3 separate regions of the Rattus norvegicus genome follow, and all the other regions are linked to region 3. A link is a contact called in public Hi-C data. All regions are on one chromosome and are shown on one strand. Each heading gives the region's core, a stretch centred on a gene start, on an enhancer-like site or on the middle of the called end of the contact. The rest is flanking DNA. Distances are from core to core; before and after follow the strand shown. Region 1 has its middle 46 kb from the start of Plxnc1. Region 2 holds the start of Rpl36a-ps18 (ribosomal protein L36A, pseudogene 18). Region 3 holds the start of Socs2 (suppressor of cytokine signaling 2).

What was found. Hi-C and Micro-C count contacts between places; a contact is called where the count stands out from the background.
Region 1: a Hi-C map of prefrontal cortex shows a contact between it and region 3, with 6 times the contacts expected there. The contact joins the enhancer-like site here to the promoter of Socs2 in region 3. A contact is called at or near these places in 7 of 12 Hi-C or Micro-C datasets (the Rat2 cell line, Schwann cells, frontal cortex and 4 more) and 1 of 1 datasets of contacts at active chromatin or transcription factors (oligodendrocytes).
Region 2: a Hi-C map of Schwann cells shows a contact between it and region 3, with 9 times the contacts expected there. The contact joins the promoter of Rpl36a-ps18 here to the promoter of Socs2 in region 3. A contact is called at or near these places in 7 of 12 Hi-C or Micro-C datasets (the Rat2 cell line, Schwann cells, frontal cortex and 4 more).

What each region holds. Positions count from the first base shown.
Region 1 is chr7:31,475,310-31,478,591 of GRCr8, forward strand. No RefSeq gene overlaps it. Among named protein-coding and RNA genes, the nearest start is that of Plxnc1, 46 kb to the left of the region's middle. Within about 2 kb of position 1,377, at least 29 of the 93 cell types and tissues checked have an H3K27ac peak or open chromatin away from gene starts, as enhancers often do. A contact at or near this core is called in prefrontal cortex, where this site is marked.
Region 2 is chr7:31,586,707-31,590,536 of GRCr8, forward strand. It overlaps Rpl36a-ps18 (ribosomal protein L36A, pseudogene 18), which reads left to right and starts at 1,769. Exons shown (of 3, transcript XR_010053686.1): 1 at 1,769-3,830.
Region 3 is chr7:31,928,460-31,931,940 of GRCr8, forward strand. It overlaps Socs2 (suppressor of cytokine signaling 2), which reads right to left and starts at 1,964. Exons shown (of 2, transcript NM_058208.2): 1 at 1,604-1,964. The coding sequence starts at 1,742.

The DNA of each region.
Region 1 (3,282 bases), core at 127-2,626, 450 kb before region 3:
CAGCCGTGCCTATTGATGGCATGTCTAGGTTCACACCGACGGAACTGGTGCAGGGCAAGGCTGTTCCCATTTCTAGCTTCTGCCCTACCCTGTTTTCCCCTTTCTCTTCCGAACCTGAAGAACACAACTCGTCTCTTGCTTCTGGTCCATGCCCAGGTCACAGTCTGTGAGAGCTACAGATCTCACAGTTGAGGGAGCAGGTGCTGTACTTTGTCCGTTTGGAGTCTTCCAAGGCTAGGGACAGTGGTGGCCAGTGTCTCCTTGGCCCATGCCCCACTCAGCACCCTTCCTGTCTTTCTGACGGCTTGTTCTGAGTTCCAAAGAGGTCCCCACCCTCCACATTTTTGGTTCTGTTCTTGACATCATCCTATGACATCACGCACTCATGGACATTGTAATTCCAGTCCCAATATGGCTCCTGAGTTGAATGTTTCTGTCTATATGGTTTCCCGGCTGCATGCCCACAAGATTCCTGGACTTTCACAACCCAGTAAGACCACTCGTCATCCCCACCCCCCACCCACCTCTCAGAATGATCCCAGCACATCCTCTGGGGACCCCGTTCAGCCCCCTTAGATGCTGCTCCCTCAAAGCCCGTCATGAACATGCCCTGTCCTCACGGCCTTTTCTGTACTCTACCATCTGCTTACTGGTGTTTAGCTACTGCAATGGTGTAGTTACAACTTCTCTTTCTGGAAGCTTTTTGGGAGTTCAGGTCTTCAGACCTTGCTTCTGGGGTCTGATTTAGTAAGAACAAAGGTAGGGTTAGGTAATTCTGGGGTTTATAGTTCTTAGATGCTCCTGCAACCCAACCCCCCATTCCCAATCCCCACCCCCAAAAACCCACCCCACGGCCAAGGCCTTTCAGTCTAGTGTGGTGTCTGCTGGGTTAATGGCTACAACTGTCATTGCCTAACATCTTCTGAACACTTTACAGTTCCTTTACTGTGCTGAGCCCTCTCTGTGCACTACTATACCACTAATATAACTCTAGGCTTTTACACTGTGAACACAGAGGTACAGGGAGCCATCAGTCTGCACAAGGACATGGTGTCTCTCACCCAAGGCCTTGTTTGTTCTTAATGATGGGTTTTTCTTTCTCATTTGCTTGCATGGTCCTGCTAACCAGATGGCTTTTGTTCTCCAAGTGCACCCTGCCTCCGAGCCTTTGCTGTCCTGCTTACCCTTCTCAAATGGCCAACCCCCTCCATCTTCTGTGGCTCCTGAACACATTGCAGATCCATCAGCTCAAATCCCCTCCAATTGGTTAATCATAGTTTTATAGCTCAGCACAGACAGCCGGAGTCCTCTCTCCATAGTCTTGCAAAGCTAAACTCGGGTGTCAGCTGGGACTTGGTTGTTCGCAAAGCAAGCTCTGGCTTCCCTCCCAGCTCACTGGCCACTGTCAGAACCCACTTTCTCACAGCTTGGCTCTCAGCTCTCTCCTGGCTAGCCAAATTCCGCATGAACAGCCAATCAGGGAAAACTCCACAAGAGTCCTTTTGAGTCTCCAATCTCTTCTGCCAGGAACATTCCAGTCCCTTTAAAGTATTCAGCTGATTGGGCGAGGCCTGCACTGGACAATCTTTAGATTTTTAAGATTGGCAGACCCAGGGATCTTAACCACACCCGCAGATTCTCTTCCCGGCCGCACTCAAGTTCATCGCTTGAACCACTGAGAGGAAGGATGTGTACATTGTGGGCTGTCAATCCACTTTTATTCTATCATGCTAGTTGACCTTCAGGACCCAGCTCAAGTGGTGACTGCTCTCTTCCTTGTCCTTCCACAAATGACACACACACATCCATTTTTCCAGGGGACTATGGTGTTTATAAAATAAAACACCTCCCACGCAATCCCCCTCCCACGCAATCCCCCTCCCACGCAGCTCCTGGGTCCATTTCCTACACCTACCTAGGCTCTACATTTCTTGAGAGCAGGAGCCTAGCCCAGGGCATCTTTGTGTTGCCAGCACCTGGGAGAGCCTCTAGCTTAACACATTCACTGCTAGAAACACGTGTCAGTTGAGCATGCTCTCCAGCTAAGAGCGTTTCTTTCGGAATCACATACAACAAAGAGCGGGATTGTGGTAGGTGACGGCGCATGCTTCCGGGGAAGTGCTAGGAACCTTGGGCGCTGCCTTTGATTCCCCAGGTCTTTGAAGGCAAGGAGGAGCTCCAGTTTTCTCAAAACCCCTCTGAGCAGAACTGTAGGTGACGACGGTGAGGCGGGCGAACCACTAGGTGTCACTCAAGATTCAATAAAGAGACTCAGGTCCTTAGAAAGGTATTTCCACCTTTCCTGGGGGAGGAAACTGATTAGATGGTCCCCACACATTGTTTCTGTTGGTTCACGATTCCTCACTAGCTGCTGTTTTCTCTCTGTGGACAAAAGCTGGGTCTAAAATAGGACACCAGTCAGACACCACCAGAGTTGGAACCACCTGGCCGTCGAATTCAGCCTCTCGGTTTTGTAGATAGGAAACTTGACGTGTGTGTGTGTGTGTGTGTGTGTGTGTGTGTGTGTGTGTGTGTGTGTGTGGCTTTACCGTGGGTCTGAGTTGCTCCCTACTAAAAGGTGTCTGAGATCTTCCCCAGCACCAAGTCTCCCTAGTTCTAGAGTCTGAGAAATGGAAGGTAATAGGGTAAAAAAAAATAGTAATAATCGGTTGTCTTTCTTAGAAATTAAGGTCTCTGGAGTAGGGGGGGCACACCTCCCCCTTGGAATCAGCACCTGCAATTAGCCACCGGATTTTATGCTCAGAACTGAAAGGAAGGGGCTAAGAAAGAGCTTGTGAGGAACATCTCCTGGTTGCTTTATTTTTAACAGCCTTCTAGAAGTGAAGTCTAGTCATAGGGTTCACCAACTGCCAGACTGTATTTTCCTTCACCCTCGGCAGAGGGCGCCCTTCTCCCGCGCCAGCTGCCCGCTGGGCGAAGCCCCGGAGGCTAGTCGAATCCTTACCCAGCTTGCCTGTGAAGCACCAGGGGCCAGCTGGCACATTACACTGAGATAATTCGGGACTCGCTTATGTTTCACCTTGGGACACAGTCTTGAGATCTTCTATCCCCTTCCCCCTCTGCAGATCTACAGCACATTGTTATCTTAAGTGAATATTGAAATTCAGTTGCATTTCCCGGTGCTCCTGGAAACTTGAGAGGTTACCCCACTGAGAATCCAGTTCTTGTTCTGAGAATCCAGAAACGTATTCAGAATGGAGAGTCCTGCCAGACTGCCTGCACAGAATGGGGAAAAAATCTGATCTATCGGTGCAATGAATT
Region 2 (3,830 bases), core at 519-3,018, 340 kb before region 3:
GACACAAACAATGGAGAAGGGACAGGCAGCAGGGCCAGCAGGAATAGAATGTCACGAAGATAGCAGTGAAAGTTCCTTCTCTCTCCTGAGAAGGAGCGACACAATCAGAACACTGATTACATCCCTAGCCCAGCCCCAAGGCCGGTGACGAGTTCTGTGTCCACCCTGTGGAGCAGTCAGCCAAAGGGAGGCGTCAAGGTGAGCAACTTCTCAGATGGTAGCGAGTTTGGGAACAGGAGGGACTCGGAAGGGATGGGCTCAAGAGCGTTTTAAGCAGTAAAAAATGGATTTGATAAAAAAAAAAAATAAAAGCAACAAAATAGTATAAGTACGAAAGAAATAGGATATGCAGAAGCGACTCCGTGGTTTCAGATCTTCGAGAACGGAGGTATCTTCATGAGTGTGTGTGAAGAGCTAGCTTGGAATATGGCAACAACTGCTCTGTCTGTCTGTCCTTCTCCAGTATAACTGGAGCTGGAGGTGGACGACTGGGTGTATCCCTCCTCCATGCAAACGTCTGTGCAGCTCAGTGTCTGTTGTAAGCGCTTGCTTAGAAGCTACCGAAGAGGCCCTGTGGCTCAGACTCCATTAATAGAAACTTCTCGAGAGTCGTGGGGGAGAGTGAGTTGGAGGGGACTGTCCCAAGCTTCCTGCACAACTGGTCTCGTCTGTACCCATTCATGGGGCTTTGAAATAGACGTGGACAGATGGCCGCTCATCCAGAGCAGGACAACGAGGGTGAGCCGGGCGTAAGCCACAGAAAGAATGAACTATGTTTAGCCTAAATAACAGGAATGAGAGGAGGGTTGTGGTGTGGCACCTGTCCTCAAATATCTTAAGAGGCATCCCTTTAGAATGCTCTGGGTGGTTCCCTTGGCTGGGGAGTTTTTCTCAAGGTTATAGCAGATGGGATTGGAGAGAACTAGTTCTTGTGACCACACAAAGTCTTCCTAGTCTTCCTAAGAATGACTTTGGGTCATTCACCCTTCAGAGTGAACATGTGGCTTACGCTCTCTACAGAAGGAAGAGGATGTTAGAAGAGGCTAGGACTTTCCTCCCAGCAAACTCCTCCCTTCTCAGTTCCTGTTCTCCACACCCATTATTCGCTCTCTTCTCCACCCATAATAAAACTGAGGCTTTCCCACGCTGTTACCTCAGTGTCTCTTTAAGAGGCAGAATTGTCTAAACTCTTAAAGGGATGCTTTAGTACAGGCAAAGAAAATTTACAGCCCAAGGCAATAGAATCCTTGGTGTCATATCTCCTGTCAACTAATGAGGTGACTTTGGTCAAAATCTGAGCTCCAGTTTCTTCAAACAAGGGGATTTAAAATTCCTTCCTGGTTCTACGCTTCTGTGACAAAACATTCTAAGGTAGTTCGCTTTTTTTTTTTTTTAAAAAAAGGAAGATATCCAAAACTTTCTTCTTTCAAGATCCTGCCCGCCGATGTGCCCGCCCACCACCCTCACTATCGATTGTTTGAAAGCCTCACTTCACTTCCCTCCCCATTATCTGGGTGATCTTTCTTCCTACTCCACTTGTCTAAATGCCACCCATCCTCCCAGTCTTAACGTAAAGTTCTCCTTTGAAGGCTAGTGTATTTGCTGTTTGTACACTGCCTAATTGGACAAGACTGAAGCATTTGTGGCAGGAAGCGGGTCCCTTGCTACATTCTCAGGACCGCCTTTATGCTTAGTAAGTATTGGTTAATTGCTGGCACAGCTGAGAGGCTCAATCTGTAGTGGCAGACCTGAGCAGCATCACAGTTGGTAAGGGTTCTGGGAGGTCAGCAGACAGCTACACTCTTCCTTCTCGGTCACATAGAAAAGATTGGCCTTGACAGTCCTCTATCCGGGTGAGTGTTTTAGGGCATAGTGCAGCACTCCAGAATAGTGGGAGAGATTCAGTTCTGTTTGACATACTTTATCTTGTCACCGGTCTGCAAATGCTCATTGGCAACGACCCTGTACCAGGCACACTGCTAAGTACTTTACATAAGTCACCTTGTTTGACACTCATCATAAATCCCATTACCTTGTTAATAGGAGGTTCCTACTGACAGATGGGGAAACAGACGCTCAGGGGAGTTAAATAACTGGTCCAGGGTCACTAGGAAAGAACAACGAAGCCAAGAAGAGTCAAACCCAGGCTTTCTGATGCTGGACGCTGAGTGCTAACCCAGGCCTCCAGCCATGCCTCCTAGAAGTACAGGCTTCTCCTTTCATCCTAGAAACCAGGAGAGACAGGTTAGAAGACATGTTATTGGAATATACAGGAACCATATAGACAAATGCAAGCTGTCGTGGAATGTCCCCGCCAGCGGGGACCCAGTTATTCAGGGTCCCGAAGAGGCTTTCTACCTGTGGGCCAAATGGGGGTGAAGAGAAGAAGGAGACCAAGCAAAAGTTCTGTTGTCAAGGTCTCGTTTATTGGGGTGAACGTTACAGCTTTTAAGGCTTTCAGGTAGGGGGAGTGTCCTTTGTGAAACACAGAGGAGGGGGAGATGAGGGTATAGGCAGTGATAGCTGGAGGCAAAGAGGTCAGGCGGTAGGCGATGAGGTCTGGTGGTGGAGACACTGGGTGTTGACTGAGGAGATAACTGGTATCTGCTCGAGCTGAGGCATCCCTTGAATGTTACCTTCCTGTGCCGTAAATTCATGGGAGAGTCCTCTGTCCAACAATCTTAAGACTTATGGCAGTCATCTTAGGGGTGAATATCTGTGGCCAAACAGCCCAGAGTCACCTAGCCACTTTGAGCCATGCAGTCAAAAAGCGGCTAGGCCCAAATCCAATACGGCTCCCTACAGTGGAACACACAGCAGGCCATGGGAAGGGTCCCAAGATGTCATGTGCATTTGGTATTTCCTACGACAAGCTGAGGGGGGCCGATAAAGCAGAGCTCTCCATACCAAGGGCATGAAAAAGCCCACAGGGTAAACAGCTGTGGGAAGGACATGACTGACTTATAAATGCAGATAGAGAGACGACAGAGGAGTGAGACTGGGGTGTTTCACTGGGGCCCAAGAACAATAGGTACTGTATGATGGGGTGGCAGTAGGAGCCATTGAAAGATTCTAAGCAGAGAACACTCATGTAGTAATCAGATGTTTGCATTAGAGAGATAAGTCAGTTTGTAATGTAAAGATTAAATGAAGGGGTGAGGTGGGGTGCACATGTCTCTAAACCAGCCTCCTTAGAAGGCAGAAGCAAGAGAAGGGTAAACTCAGAGCCAGCTTCATAAACAGACTCTGCCGAGAAAGAAAGGGAGGAATGTATAGCAGCCTCCTCCTTTCCTAACAGAACCCCCGGGGTTTGTTCAGAATTCTCTTCTTGTAACCATGGCCGTTAATAAGAATCTTCCGAGATATTCCGGAGAGGTTTTTCTCCCTCCTACGTGAAGCATGATGGAAGAAATGGCCATCCTATCTCTGACAACTTAGACTCTGAGTATCACACCGGGAAGGGATCCGGTCGACTAGCCGGAGGCTGAAGCTGCCACTTGGGGGAGTTTGAGACTAAGAGATGTAGAGGGTTCAGTGAAACCCGTGGTGTGGCCGATGTGCTTCTGCTCTGAAGCAGATCCTTGGAAGGAAGCTGCTCTCTTTGATTTGCTGACTTGGTATTTTCTTCTGGGATTGCTGCTACTGGCAGACCGAGAGGGAAGGTTTGCTGTCACCAAACGAAGCTAGCTTTTGTCCTTTGGCTGCAGATATCTCCTCTTGGCTTCCCAGAGAGCCAGCCCCACCACTCTGGTCCTCCCTATTTGACCCATGAGGAGCACATGAACTTTCAACATGCCATGAAACACCCCTTCCCTCCCAGTTTCTAATTC
Region 3 (3,481 bases), core at 714-3,213:
TGGCAGTCGTTTTCCTAGTTGTTTGGTTTGAGACCGGGGCCTCCTGTGGCACAGGCTGGCCTCAGTTTTACTTTGTAGCCAAGGATAATCTTGGCATTCATCTCCCAAGTCCTGGGATGTAAAGGCCTGCACCACCATGCTCAACTAATTTCCCTTGTTATACCTTTTTTTTTTTTTAAAGCCTGTGAGTGAAAGTTTATGCCAAGGCCTACCACGAATCTTTTTTTATTTAATAAAAACTTAAGTCCATCCTAGGCACAACAGTAAACCATTTTTTTCTTTTTAAATGATTTTTCTGTAGCTTTTCTTTAAATTATGTTACAGTTTTCTTCTGAGCCAAAGTAACTTGTGCGATATGACAGACATATTGGCTGAGAAAAAAGAGAGATAATTTCAGTACAGTTTAACTGAGACAAAAACCTAAGTAAATTAGAACTAAATTAGAAGTTAGGGGAGAAAGTGGAGAACTCATTAACAGTCATAATTAAAAAAAAAAAAGCAACTTTTTTGACTGACCAGTAGCCCCCTGACCCGACCCCCGAAAAAATTGTAATGTTTAGCCTCTGTTCGAAGCCCTAGAAGGCACTACTGTGGACTGCTTGATTACAACTACCTAAGTTTCTGGGGAAGACCAAGCCCTGGTGCTCTTAGTTTACAGTCTTCACTATATTCTTTTGGACTTTGCCCTGGTTCAAACTGTATTATAACCCCTGTCCTCTGAAATCTCCATTTGATCCGTCTTGACTATGTTCTGCATTTCACTTACAAAAATAACTCAAGATACTTCGTTTAATAACTTTGAACAAAGTGCCCCCTATTTCAACCGACAGCTCTCCCCCACACACATCCCCCCCACACACACACACAAAATCACAAAATATTACCGGGAAACTTTCCTGAGGAAAGCCCAGGGCTGAAAGGAAAGACTAGAACTTTTTTTTTCTTTCCCAAGATCTACTGCTACCAAAAGTTGTCTTGCCTCAAAGTTAAGTTTTCAGAAGTCAGATTTTTAAGACCCAAATTGTTTTCGAACTAATAGGAGAAAATATAATTTTCTCTTCTTTGCTTTCAGATGCAGGAAGCTGCACTCGACCAGGCTACCCCCGCAGCTGCGATCCATACAGTCTGTAGGTCTCAGTCAGAACTTGGCTGCCATCATCCCGGGTTGCGGCAGGCATCGGCGGCTGCTCCCGGGAGCACTCGCAGCACAGACAGGAGGCAGCAGAGCCCACTGGCCGCCCGCGTACCCGGCGTTAAGGGAGCCGCTGGCTGCTTTTCTCCCACGCGGGTGCGAGCCCGAGTCCCGGCTGAAAGCAGCCTAGGCTCCACCACTCTGGGAGAGCATTTCCAAGGAGCCCAGCACGCTCCCCGCCCTCGCCCAAGCCTCGGTCACTTTCATTCTGTGGTCACCTAAGATCCGGGCATCCCTCTCTGCGGTTCCCGAGCCCCAGAGCCGGGACCGGACGCGATGAGACATAGTTCCATCGCTTTCAGTGCTCCCCACCTGGGCCCGCGTCCCAGCCGCGCTCTCCGCCACCGCCTTGAGTAGGGTGGGGATAGGGTCGCCCCGTTTCGCACTCTTCGCCAGTAGTCCGCTCCCTACCTGTTTGACTGAGCTCACGCAGGGCCTTCGCCAGACGCGCCGCCTCCGGGGACTGATCCTCCGGCGACCCCGCTGTCCCCCACTGGCTCCGTGTCCTGTCCGCGCCATTCCCAGAGGGCTCCAGGCACCGCAGGGTCATGGGAGATGAGTCAACACGTCCAAGACAGGTGGTCGCCCGAGCTGGGGCCAAAGGACCTCGCGTGCTTCCTGGAAGTCACAGGGTACCCCAAAACGAGTCTGTGCGGGGTGTCCGAAATGGTGGCGGAGGGGGAGGGGACTGGAAGCAGCTGGTTGTTTCTCTCCAAATTCCCGCAAAATGGTATGGCAAAGTCTCTCGCAGACACGGTCACCCACAGATCGCCTGTGAAGAAACAAATGCGGCAGAGATTGGGTCAGTCTGGACTGGACCCCTACGGCCGAGGTGGGGGTGGGTAAACAGACACGTGGAAAATCCCAGGGACTCCTCCGCCTGTGTGCTTCTGTACCATTTAACCCCGAGCATCCAGCTAACGCCCTGCCCAACTCTGGGGGAAAGACCGGTAAAAAGGGCAGAGATCCAAGATACTGAAGTTGGCCTGAGTGGAGGGGTGAGGACAGAGACAGGATGAGAGTAAACAAGGTGTTTTCCCGCCCAAGAACTGTGTGCAGGAATCACACTCAGGCAGCTTGGGAAACAGTCAGTCACCTGCGGGTCCGGATAGGCCTTCGTCACGGGCAAGTCGCCGGGAAAAAAACAATAAACACAAAGAACAGGGCAGTTCTCTGCACTTGGCATTTCCATCCTACATTTCCAGCAGCCCCAGGGCCCTAGGGGAGGATGCATCCGGCAAAACCTGGTTCCACGCCCTAAAGCGCCGCAGGGCTCCTGGGTCGCCAGCCGAGGGTGCTGCGGTGCGCTAGCGGTGCGCCAGCCGCTGCATCCCCGCCTCACAGGCGGCCTCGCCCCCACTCCTGCCGCTTCCCGGAGCACGCTCCGGATGAGGACGGACGGGGGGCGCAGCGGCGGTCGCTCCAAAACACGGACCGCCGCTCCAGCAGCTGCCAACGCGGGCGCTGTCGAGGAATCGGCCTGAGCGTGCAGCCCCCGCCGGAGCTCCAAATGAGGCCGGGACTGAGCCCGCAGCAGCGAGCGCAGCGGGCTATGCCATCAACTGGGACTGAGGGCTTACCTCCGCCACGGCGACTGCCGCCTCCGCACCAGGCAGCCTCCCCAGCGGACACGGGGCGGGGGAGCCGGGGGGCGAGGAGGGGTGTCCGTCTGAGTTCCCCGAGTGACGTTTTATTTGTGGAACGAGATGCCTAGGGATGCAACCGGCTCTGCGCTCAGTAGGAGCAGCCGTATTTTTCTGCGCCAAAGGCAGACAAAAATCCCAAGGATCGTCGCCTAGCGTCCCCCCTCTCCGCCCCAGGCTGACACCCCTGCTCGCCAGTGCCGGGTTTCCCTCCAGCTGCGGCGGAGATGGGCGAAAGAGTAGGGGTGGGGTGGGGGAGCAAGGGCGGAGGCTGGCGGGGAGGAGCGGGAGATCAGGTTATTAGGATTATAAATTTGGATAACAGTTGTTGGGGAATGGGGGTGCTCCGAAGATTTCCCGACGCCGAGAAGGAACCCGGGAGAGGAGGCAGTTGAGTCCGGATGGGACAGAGCCCTGACTTGAACTCTCCTGGGGCGTCCTAAACTGCGGAAGCCCAGACAGTCCGCCGCTCCCGTGCTCGCACCCCGCCGCCCTCCCTGGCCACTGTCCCCCGGGCGGAACCTTCGGGCTTCGCGAGCGGTACCTGCCGCAAGCTTCCGGGCTCCGGGCGCAAGGGATCTTGAGGCCGCGCGCCTGGAGCCCCGGCGCGCACTGTCCGCGATCCGCGCAGCGTTGGCGGCTGCCG